Linked DNA regions of Mus musculus: region 2 is linked to region 1. Evidence: chromatin contacts called from public Hi-C data. All regions are on one chromosome and are shown on one strand. Each heading gives the region's core, a stretch centred on a gene start, on an enhancer-like site or on the middle of the called end of the contact. The rest is flanking DNA. Distances are from core to core; before and after follow the strand shown.

Region 1 (4,753 bases), core at 1,347-3,846:
CATAAGAAGCATCACATTAAACCTACCCAACCCCAGGACTCACTTCTGTCTAATGCATTAGAATCTACAGAGGGCGGTGGGGTAAGCATGCCTGATAAGTAGCCCTCATTCCTCGTCCCTCCCCATCCTCAGAGTGATGGTGAAAGACTCCTATTATAGGAAAGTTCCCACCCAGAACAATAGGAATGCACATAAGGTTTGTTATTATAGTGACCTGTGTGGCTAGAACTGAAGACACAGCAAGGTGGCCATCTCTAGGGAAATGGGTCTAAAGACTACTGTTGATAACCGCATGCAAGGGTTTAAACACTGTGGTAACTCATAGCCACTGAACTAAGTGTCCGCACACCACCACAGAGAGAACTTTAGACACATTTGATAGTCTGAAAAGAAGCGTATAAACGTGAAATGCAAACACATGCTTTCTATCCATGGGTATGGACTTAAATCAAAGGCATAAATCAAATTCCTGTAAAGTGGTTGTCTTTGAGGAGGAAAGAAAAGGAATGTGAGGATCAAATAAAAGAAGCAAAGCAAGATGTGCTTTGCCCAGACCTACGAGGACAGGGCCCACAAACTGGGAAGTAGACCTGATCCAATTCCTTACACATATCTGAGTTGGGGGTGGGAGGAAGCCCAAGTGAAATCAAGTCTAGAGTGAACTTCTAGAGACTTGGCTTCCTTCTGCCTGGGTTGTCGAAGCTTGCCTGAGGTCTGTCTCCTTCAGTTCTGTGACTCCCTGTATCCTCCCAGTAAATAACCATTCTACACTCCACCCTCTCCCCATGATGTGAGAGAATCAGCTTCTCCTTTTGGCCACTAACAACCCAGTGAGCCCCCCATGAACCTACTTTCAGGCCACACAGGACTCTATGTGGTGAGCTGCCTTTTGTGCAAAGAGATAAAATGACCATTGATCTCCCCAACCCAGGCTCCAGGGCCATGACTACTGTTTGACTTTGAAGTCCTGAGTTTCATAAGAAAGCAAGCTTTGGTTTCTGTCTTAGATTTTCTTTATGTAAGCTAAAAGAAACCCTTTCTTCCCCAAGTTGTTTTTGTTGATTGCTTTATCACAGCAACAGAAAAACAAAACAGGGTGCCATGCCCCAGGGGCCCTACTTGCCATAAGTTCCACAGATTCTCAAAAGAGGGCCACCACCTGGAGACTAACTTTTCAAACTCAGGAGCCTGTGGGGGACATTTCACCATTGTACCATCAGGAGGTCTTTAGGTCATAGAGGACATGACGACAACTGGCACCCCTTCTCACACTCCTCTGCTTCTGGGCTGGGAGGTGTCTGTACTCCAACTCTTGCTTCCACCTTGATGTGCTGTGTTGTCAGTGACAACCACCACTGTTCCAGGTTAGCTGCCAAATGACCCTTTATTTAACTCCCATTTCAAGAGATAGCTCTTTCAGGGCAACCTGATTTGGTGCCACTCTAATACGCAGCAGGTCTTGAACCCACTCTCAAGCAACCCCGAAAGCCTCTTAGCACAGGGATACTCTGAGATCAAATCTCCCTTCCCTGATACATTCTCTAATCCCACTTCTAATTTAAGAAGTTTCCTGATTTCCTTAATTCCTCTTGGTGCTTGCTGAGTTCTTTTTCCTAATCGCTCCTAATCAGTACACATGGTTTCTTCCCCACTGGCTACCCCCACAGACCTCCTACAATCCCCAATCCCCCAGTCCCCATCCCCTTCCTTAATAAGTTATCAGCTCTCCTGGGTGTCCAGCAGACTCATTTTCATTTCCTGGCCTCCCTGACGCCTAGGGACAAACACTAGCATAGAATATTTGGATAAGCAGAGCTAACATGCTGGTAGACTCTACAGTCACCTGAGTTGGAGGGGGCAGGGCAGAGAGAAGACTGGCTTTCTATAGGATCAACATACCTCCGTTTTGAGTTCCTAGTTGGCCTTGACATAAGGCCTACCACACAGCCACACTCCCTTTGCTGCGGACAGAAATCTCAGTCTCCACACACCTCCCAGGGGTTCAGGGAACAATCAACAAATTGTTATTAGTGAATGGTGTTCTTTTTATTATGTATTAGCCATTCCGGGAAAAACCAGTTATTCTATCACAGACAGCCTCTTACAAGAAAAAAGAAAAGGAAAAAGAAATAGGAGGGAGAACAGGGAAGGGCAGATAATGAGGAATTTCAATATCAGGGGGGAAAAAAGATTAAATTTGTACCCAGTTTACAATTTCATTTATCTTTCATGAAAATGAAATTCACGACATTCCAACTGATATGAAAAGCCTTGGAACAGCTCAGTCCATGAAAAAAAAAGAGATACTGGATACTGGCGACACTTCAGGAGGTAAACTCTCAAAGCATGCTTTCTGCATGGTCCAGATCTGACCCTGGAACGCTAGCTACCTCTGAGCATTCAGATGATGGTACTGGGAAAGCCCAGAGCAACTTGCTGGCTGAAGGGCAAAACAGATCTGTCTGGGAGTGGACCCTGTTGTTGTGAGTCAATTGTTCAGTGTTCCCTCTAAAAGAAATTCCACGATGTTCAGCTTCGTGTTTTCTGCAGCTAGATGCAGGCAGCTGTCTTGTTGACTAAGCATATCTTTAAAGAACCAGGCGAGTTAGGCTGGGTCTAAAAGAAAGGAAACACCCAAACGGGCTTGCTGCTTGCTTGTTCCTTCTGTTTTCTGTTCCCGTCGATTTTATTTTGTGGTATCTATCCAAGTATCTAGATAGACAGAGAGATAAGGGGTGCAAAATGCAAGGTGGTTCCAGGCAGATGTAGGTAGGAACAGTATCATATCACCCCACCATGGCCCACAAGACCACCACAGCTCTCCTTCGTTCCATAGGAACAGTTCTCCATGCTGTTTGTCTAGCAAAACTGCCTGTTCCCGTCATGTGCCTGGTGCCCCCTGAGAAACCCATCTAAGGACAGGAAAGGGAAGCAAGTCTTACTAAGCCCTATTTGTGGAATTCTCTGTGCTGCCTGATTTTTCTGGAGAGGCAGGAACAGATGTCTCCTCATCTCAGATAGGGCATCCAGGGCAGGTCCAAGAAACAACTCCACCCCAGTCTAACTTGGTGAGGGAAGGAACGTATTGTGATTACCTGGCAATGGCTTGTGATGGAAGGACAGATGACTCAAGGGAACTGCCTCACTACACAGCCCACCCAGCATGGATGAGGGCTGAGAACACCTCACTGCTGGACCCTGCACAACCTGCAGGGAGCGCCACTGAAGAAAATCTCCCCCACCCCCACCCCAGAAACTGTTTACTGCTTGTCTGACCTCGGGGAGAGGACAGGCCATGTGCATCTTCTAACACTGGGTTTGAGGAGGCTTGTAAGTTTTGTGGGCCTTTTAGCTTTAAGAGACTCTTTCCTCCCTTAGAAGGGAATGTTGAGATTTTGAGGAAACAACTACACAGGCATCCTACCTTCCCATCCACTTTCCCCATTAAATTAAATTTGTCCGTAAAGCAAGCTATCAGAAACTCAGTGTTATTTCTGTCAAGAAGTCTTAACTTGCCCTTCAATGTAGTTTTTTGCTCTGTAATGAACATCCTCCATACCCTGGCTTTGTCTCCTGTCTGTTTTCCTCGATGCCCACAGGAACCTGAAACTCTGAGTAGAGAGCCCAGTCTGTTTCTTTTATCTTTGAGAACTCCCTCACCACCAGCAGCCCTGTGAGGATGGGCATATCTTGAGTGTATGAGATAGGTCTAGACGAGTGCCACTGGACCTGGGTAACAGTAGAAAATGTGGCTTCCGAAAAGCAAATGAGCTAATAATCCACTGTCTAAGTCAGGGTTTCTATTCCTCCACAAAACATCATGACCAAGTTGGGGAGGAAAGGGTTTATTCAGCTTACAGTTCCACATTGCTGTTCATCACCAAAGGAAGTCAGGACTGGGACTCACACAGGGCAGGAATCTAGAGGCAGGAGCTGATGCAGAGGCCACGAAGGGCTGTTGTTTACTGGGTTGCTTTCCCTGCCTTATTCAGCTTGCTTTCTTATAGAACCCAAGACTACCAGCCTAGGGATGGCACCACCCACAATGGGCTGGACCCTGATCCCTTGAGCGATCACTAATTGAGAAAATGCCTTATAGCTGGATCTCATGGAGCATTCCCTCAAGGGAGGCTCCTTTCTCTGTGATAACTCCAGCTTGTGTCAAGTTAACACACAAAACCAGCCAGTACAGTTGACCCCTTGTCAACTTAACACACAAACACATCACTATTAAGCCTTAGCCCTTGCTTTCTTATTCATCCCCAAGATCTAAATAACTTTAAAAGTCCAACAGTCTTTACAAATTGTTACATATTAAAATTTTAACCCTTTTAAAATATCCAATCTCTTTTGAAATTCTAAGTCTCTTAACTGTAGACTCCGCTAAAATACTTCTACTTCAAGAGGGAAAAATATCAGGGCCCAATCACAATCAAAAGCAAGGTCAAACTCTTACCTTCCAATGTCTGGGACACACTCATGACCTTCTGGGCTCCTCCAAGAGCTTGGGTCACTTCTCCAGCTCTGCCCTGTGTAGCACACACCTTGTCTTCTAGGCTCCAGCTGCTGCTGCTGTTCTTGATGATCATCTCAGGGCACTGGCATCTCCAAAACACTGCTGTGTTCTGTTGCAACTAGACAGCACTTTCACAAATAACCTCCCATAGGCTCTTTTCATGGTGCTAAGCCTCAACTTCTCTGTGTGACCCCTTCAGTCCTGGGCCTTCAAATGCCATTGAGGCTACACCTTTAC
Region 2 (4,753 bases), core at 697-3,196, 380 kb after region 1:
GGGGTATGTCTGTGAGAGAGGTTCTAGATCCCATTGAGTGAGATGAACCACCCCCTAACTGTGGACAGCATCGTTCCATGGGCTGGGTCCCTGTCCCAATAAAAGAGAAAAGATCATCTCTCTTTGCCTCCTGACTGTGGCTGCAGTGTGACCTGCTCACTGCCTCAAGCTTCTGCCATGACTTCTCCATCTACCATGATGGACTGTCCCTTAAGGTGTGAACCCAAATAAACCCACCCTTAACTTCTTACTGTCAGTGCAACGAGAAAGGTGACCAATACAAATGGGTGGAGAAACAGCAAACAGCTGGATCTATAGGGACAAACATGTAGGTCCCAGCTCGGCCTCGGATGAGTGGCTTTGTGCCTTGGGCTCTTCTTCCTAAGAAGGCAAGAGTAGTATCTGCCTCCTGGGATCGTCCTGTGGATTATAAGTGTGTGTGTGTGTGTGTGTTTATATATATAGAGAGAGGGAGAATATCCACAGCTCTTGTTGACATTGCTGTGGTAACCCTGAAGGGAGTGGGCAGGACTTCCAGGCTGTACATTCACTCCACAGATATTGGAGGAGAGCAGGAGGAGGACCTTACAGGAGACGCCTGCCCTGCCTTCCAACTCAAGGCTCCTCTACCTTTCTCGGAGATCTGCGATCCTGGCACCTTCTAGTTCAAAGCTCCAACATGCCCAAAACTCTTCTCTGGACTTGATGCTTATCACATAATCTCACTCTGGAAGTTGGGAGAGAGATACGGTCTTACCCTCATCCACACCACCAGTCCTGCATCAGAGCCTCATCCATGGGAGAGCTGCCCTGTGTAGATCAACACCCAGGACAAAGCCTTGTCCTGGCTGATTCCCCAGGGTGTGACTGAGGACTGATAGTGGCCATATTCCTTATGAGCTGGTTAGAATGAGAAAGTCAGGCTTGCCCAGATGTGCTGATTCAATAGCCCTATCTTAACAAAACCCCGGGGGATTCATAAGTATATTAAAATTAGTGAGGCTCAGGCCTAGAGCCTCAAGTTTGGTTCAGATATGAATCCAGCAGCCAGCTGAATAGAGCTCTTAATAGACTCCATCTGTGTTAGCTAGTTTCCCATTACTGTAACAAAATACCCAGTTTTATAAAGTTATAAGTTATAAGACTTTATAACCAACTTACAAAGACGAAAGGGGCTGGAGAGACGGCTCAGCAGTTGGGAGCAGCTGTTGTGCTTGCAATGGATCAGGTTCCATTCCCAGCACCCGCATGGTGGCTCACAACCATCTGTAACTCTAGTTCCAGGGGATCTGGTGCCCTCTTCTAAACTCCGTGGGCACCAGGCATGCACGTGTTGTACAGACATACATGCAGACAAAAACTCTGACAAACAAAATAAAGTAAATACATCTAAAACAAGGCAAAAATCTTTAGGAAGGGGGAGGGGGAGGGGGAGAGGAGGGAAGGTAGACAGAGGGGGACTAGCTAGGAATGATATAGTAGGCCTGTAATCCCAGTGTCTGGGAGGCTGAGGTGGGAAGGTCTCAAATTCAAGGCCAGCCTGGGCTTACTGCATAGCAAGAAGCTCTCTCAAGCTGGGCGTGGTGGCACAAGCCTTTAATCCTAGCACTCGGGCGGCAGAAGCAGGCAGATCTCTGAGTTCGAGGCCAGCCTGGTCTACAGCGTGAGTTCCAGGACAGCCAGGGCTACACAGAGAAACCCTGTCTCAAAAAACAAACAAACAAACTAACAAAATAAGAAGCTCTCTCAACAAAAACAAGTGGCGTTTGCTTCCGTTTATAGCTTCGGAGGCTTCCAGCCACGGTCAGTAGTCTCACTGCCAACTGTAACCGTGGAAGCTGCTTATCTCACAGCAACCAGGAAGCAACGAGATAGAAGGCAGAACCAGCCTCCCTAGGGCCTCTTGAAGGGCACAGTCCAACAATCTCACTTCCTCCTACTGGCCCTGCCCCTTAAAAATAAATCCCTCTATCTTCCAGTAGCATAATGTGCAAGGAACTGAGTCTTTACCTCAGAAGCTGTGGGGAGGAACTCCAGAGCCAGATGATGTCAGCCTTTGGGGTGGAGGAGTATAAAATCGGGAGGGACAAAGACTCAAGAGTGACGCTCTGAGCTGCACTCGTGCCTCAGTTGCTGGCAGACCTAGTAGGCAATAGCTTCATCGTGCTTGTTCCAGGCTTGCATTCGTTACTTGTCTGCGGCTCTGATAAAACACCATGACCAAGGTAAACTCGTGGGTGAAAAAGAAAAGTTGATTTGGGCTAACGATTCCAGAAGGATGCGGAGTTCATCGTGGCAGAAAGGTGGAAGCACTCAGCAGGCTTAGCAGCTGAGAGCTCGCATCCTGAACCACAAGCTTGAAGCAGGGAAGCCTGCCCCCAATGACATACTTCCTCCAGCGAAGTCCTACCTCCTAAACCTCCCCAAACTGCCAAGTGTTCAAATGCCAGCGCCTATGGGGGACATTCTCTGTCCATCCGCTCTAGGGTTCCTGACGTTTGCCACGCCCAGCGGCTGCCTGCCCGCTCCCAAGGAGGCGGGGGAGGGAGGGGTGAGCAGGGAGAACCGCTGGGTTTATTTTAAACCTATAATTGAAGGTTGCTCGTTAACAACAACAAACCAGTGCTCTCCAAGCCAAAGCTGCCAAAGTCAGTGTCCTAAATAAGGAACACAGCAGTCGCTTCTTTCAGGGGAAGGAAGCTGGAGCCAAATAGGGAAGTGACCTGCCTGGCTTTGACTGTGGGCTGTCCTGAGTCCTGCCTGCCTCTCACAGGAATTGACAACATGGTGAGGGCTGGACCCCAGGCTCTCAGATGAGTGGGGTGGGGAATGTATAGCTGCTCATTAGCCCCGCCTTCCCACAAAGACACCACACAACTCTCTCACATAAATGGTAGTCCTACTATGCATGAAAAAGTTAGGGGCGTCAGGGAAATGGGAAGGGGGATAAAACAAGCAATGAAAACTGAATGCAGCCCCGGATATTGCTTCCGTGGCTCTAATTGTACTACTGGCTAGGCAGAGAGAGGTAGCAGCTCTCTGTGAGTTCAGGACCAGCCTGGTCTACGTAGAGAATTCCAGAACAGTTAGTGCTGTATATAGAGACCCTGTCTCAAAAAAAAGCAAAACCAAACAAAGAAAGAAGCAGCGAAACCCAAAGGCAGTTATCTTACTTTCCATCCAGTTTGCTCACCCTGCAGAGTGCAAGTCTTAGGTTGCCAGTCCAGTGAGCTGAGGAGGAATAAAACCCTTTCCTGTCAGAGCAGGGGTGGAGGAAAGTGACAGGATCTGCCTTGTGAGGGTGAAACTGCCTATCGCACACACAGCCCAGCACGTGCACGGGGTCAGGTGTCTATGACTGGAGGATGTGTGCCCACCAAAAGGACAGTGACTGCATAAAACGAGGACACATGGCTCCGGTCAACTCTGGAGGCAGATGTGGTGTGGTGTGCCCTCCTACCCCAGGTGGCTGGTGAGGCCCCCATTCTCCTGATGCATCACAAGTGCCATTCGACAGATGTTTTTTTTTAAAGCTCTGCAGTGATGGCTCACACCTGCTATGTCAAGATGGAACATCAGAAGTGTGTCTTTGGAGCTGGTGAGATGGCTCAGTGGTTAAGAGCACTGACTGCTCTTCCGAAGGTCATGAGTTCAAATCCCAGCAACCACAGGGTGGCTCACAACCATCCATAATGAGAAACACATTTAAAAGACCAATGGGCCCAAGGGAGCAGGGGTGGGGGTGGGGGCAGAGAATGTTTAAAGAAAGAAAGAAAGAAAGAAAGAAAGAAATGTGTCTCTGCCTTCCACACCCTCATCCAGACATTGTAAGACAAGTCCCTCGGTTGCTTGTTGGAAATCCCATTTCAGACCTGCTGATCCAGGATTTCAGGCAGCCAGGTTAAACATTCCAGGTTCTGGAGCTTGGGAAGGTCTACCGGCCACAATTCCAGAAGCTGGACACTGTCCAGGATTTTGCCCTCTCTCCGCAGACATCTCTCTGTATCACTGGGAAGATGATCAAGGCTTCTCTACAAAATGCTATCATAGAGACAGACAGGAATGATTGGTTAAGAACACTAGCTGCTCTTTCAGAAGACCCGGGTTCAATTCCCAGCATCCACATGGTACCTCAACAACCAAATGTAAGTCTAGTCCAAGGGGGGGGGTGTCAGAGAACCTCATCTAGCATCCTTATCTGACCTCCAAAGGCACCAAGCATGCATTGACGCACAGATACACATGCAGGGAAATACTCATATGCTAACAGTAGTTTTCTGTGAGGAGCGGGTGTGGCAGCAGTCCCAAGTTGGCGCCCAGGACTGCAGCTAAGTCTTATGACTTGCACCTGACTTCCTCATACACCTGAAAATAAGCCACGACCATCGTGAGAGCTGCACAGGTGCACCATGATGCTGGCGGTTTAAACAAGTCCATATTTGGTGGAGACATGCCCCTGCTGCCCTGATTGGCTGAAGCTGCATGCCTGGTGAGGTGACATGGCCTGCCGTGAGTGAATGAGGGCTGAGAGTATATAAGAGTGAGAGGCCCGGGTTAAAGAGAGAGATAAAGTTGAGAGAGATAAAATTGAAGCGAGAGAGATGAAGACGGAAGTTTGCTGAATAAACTGCTGTTAGAAGGACTGATGGTCATGTCGTTCTTGCTGGTCGAGAATAGGTGCGACAGTTTTCATTATTATCTAAACAGTATCATGTTTGCATGGACCTTGAGCACCTCTTCCCATAATTTCTAT

What was found. A called contact is a pair of places that touch in the nucleus more often than the background predicts.
Region 2: a Hi-C map of bone marrow-derived macrophages shows a contact between it and region 1, with 18 read pairs. The contact joins two enhancer-like sites. A contact is called at or near these places in 2 of 15 datasets of contacts at CTCF or cohesin (embryonic stem cells and large pre-B cells), 2 of 484 Hi-C or Micro-C datasets (bone marrow-derived macrophages and cerebellar granule neurons), 7 of 115 datasets of contacts at active chromatin or transcription factors (cardiomyocytes, embryonic stem cells, kidney and 2 more) and 1 of 9 other capture datasets (embryonic stem cells).

The regions. Positions count from the first base shown.
Region 1 is chr13:37,571,340-37,576,092 of GRCm38.p6, forward strand. No RefSeq gene overlaps it. Among named protein-coding and RNA genes, the nearest start is that of Gm47754, 7.3 kb to the right of the region's middle. Within about 2 kb of position 2,597, at least 10 of the 459 cell types and tissues checked have an H3K27ac peak or open chromatin away from gene starts, as enhancers often do. A contact at or near this core is called in bone marrow-derived macrophages and microglia, where this site is marked.
Region 2 is chr13:37,956,800-37,961,552 of GRCm38.p6, forward strand. No RefSeq gene overlaps it. Among named protein-coding and RNA genes, the nearest start is that of Gm52041, 7.1 kb to the right of the region's middle. Within about 2 kb of position 1,947, at least 83 of the 459 cell types and tissues checked have an H3K27ac peak or open chromatin away from gene starts, as enhancers often do. A contact at or near this core is called in bone marrow-derived macrophages and microglia, where this site is marked.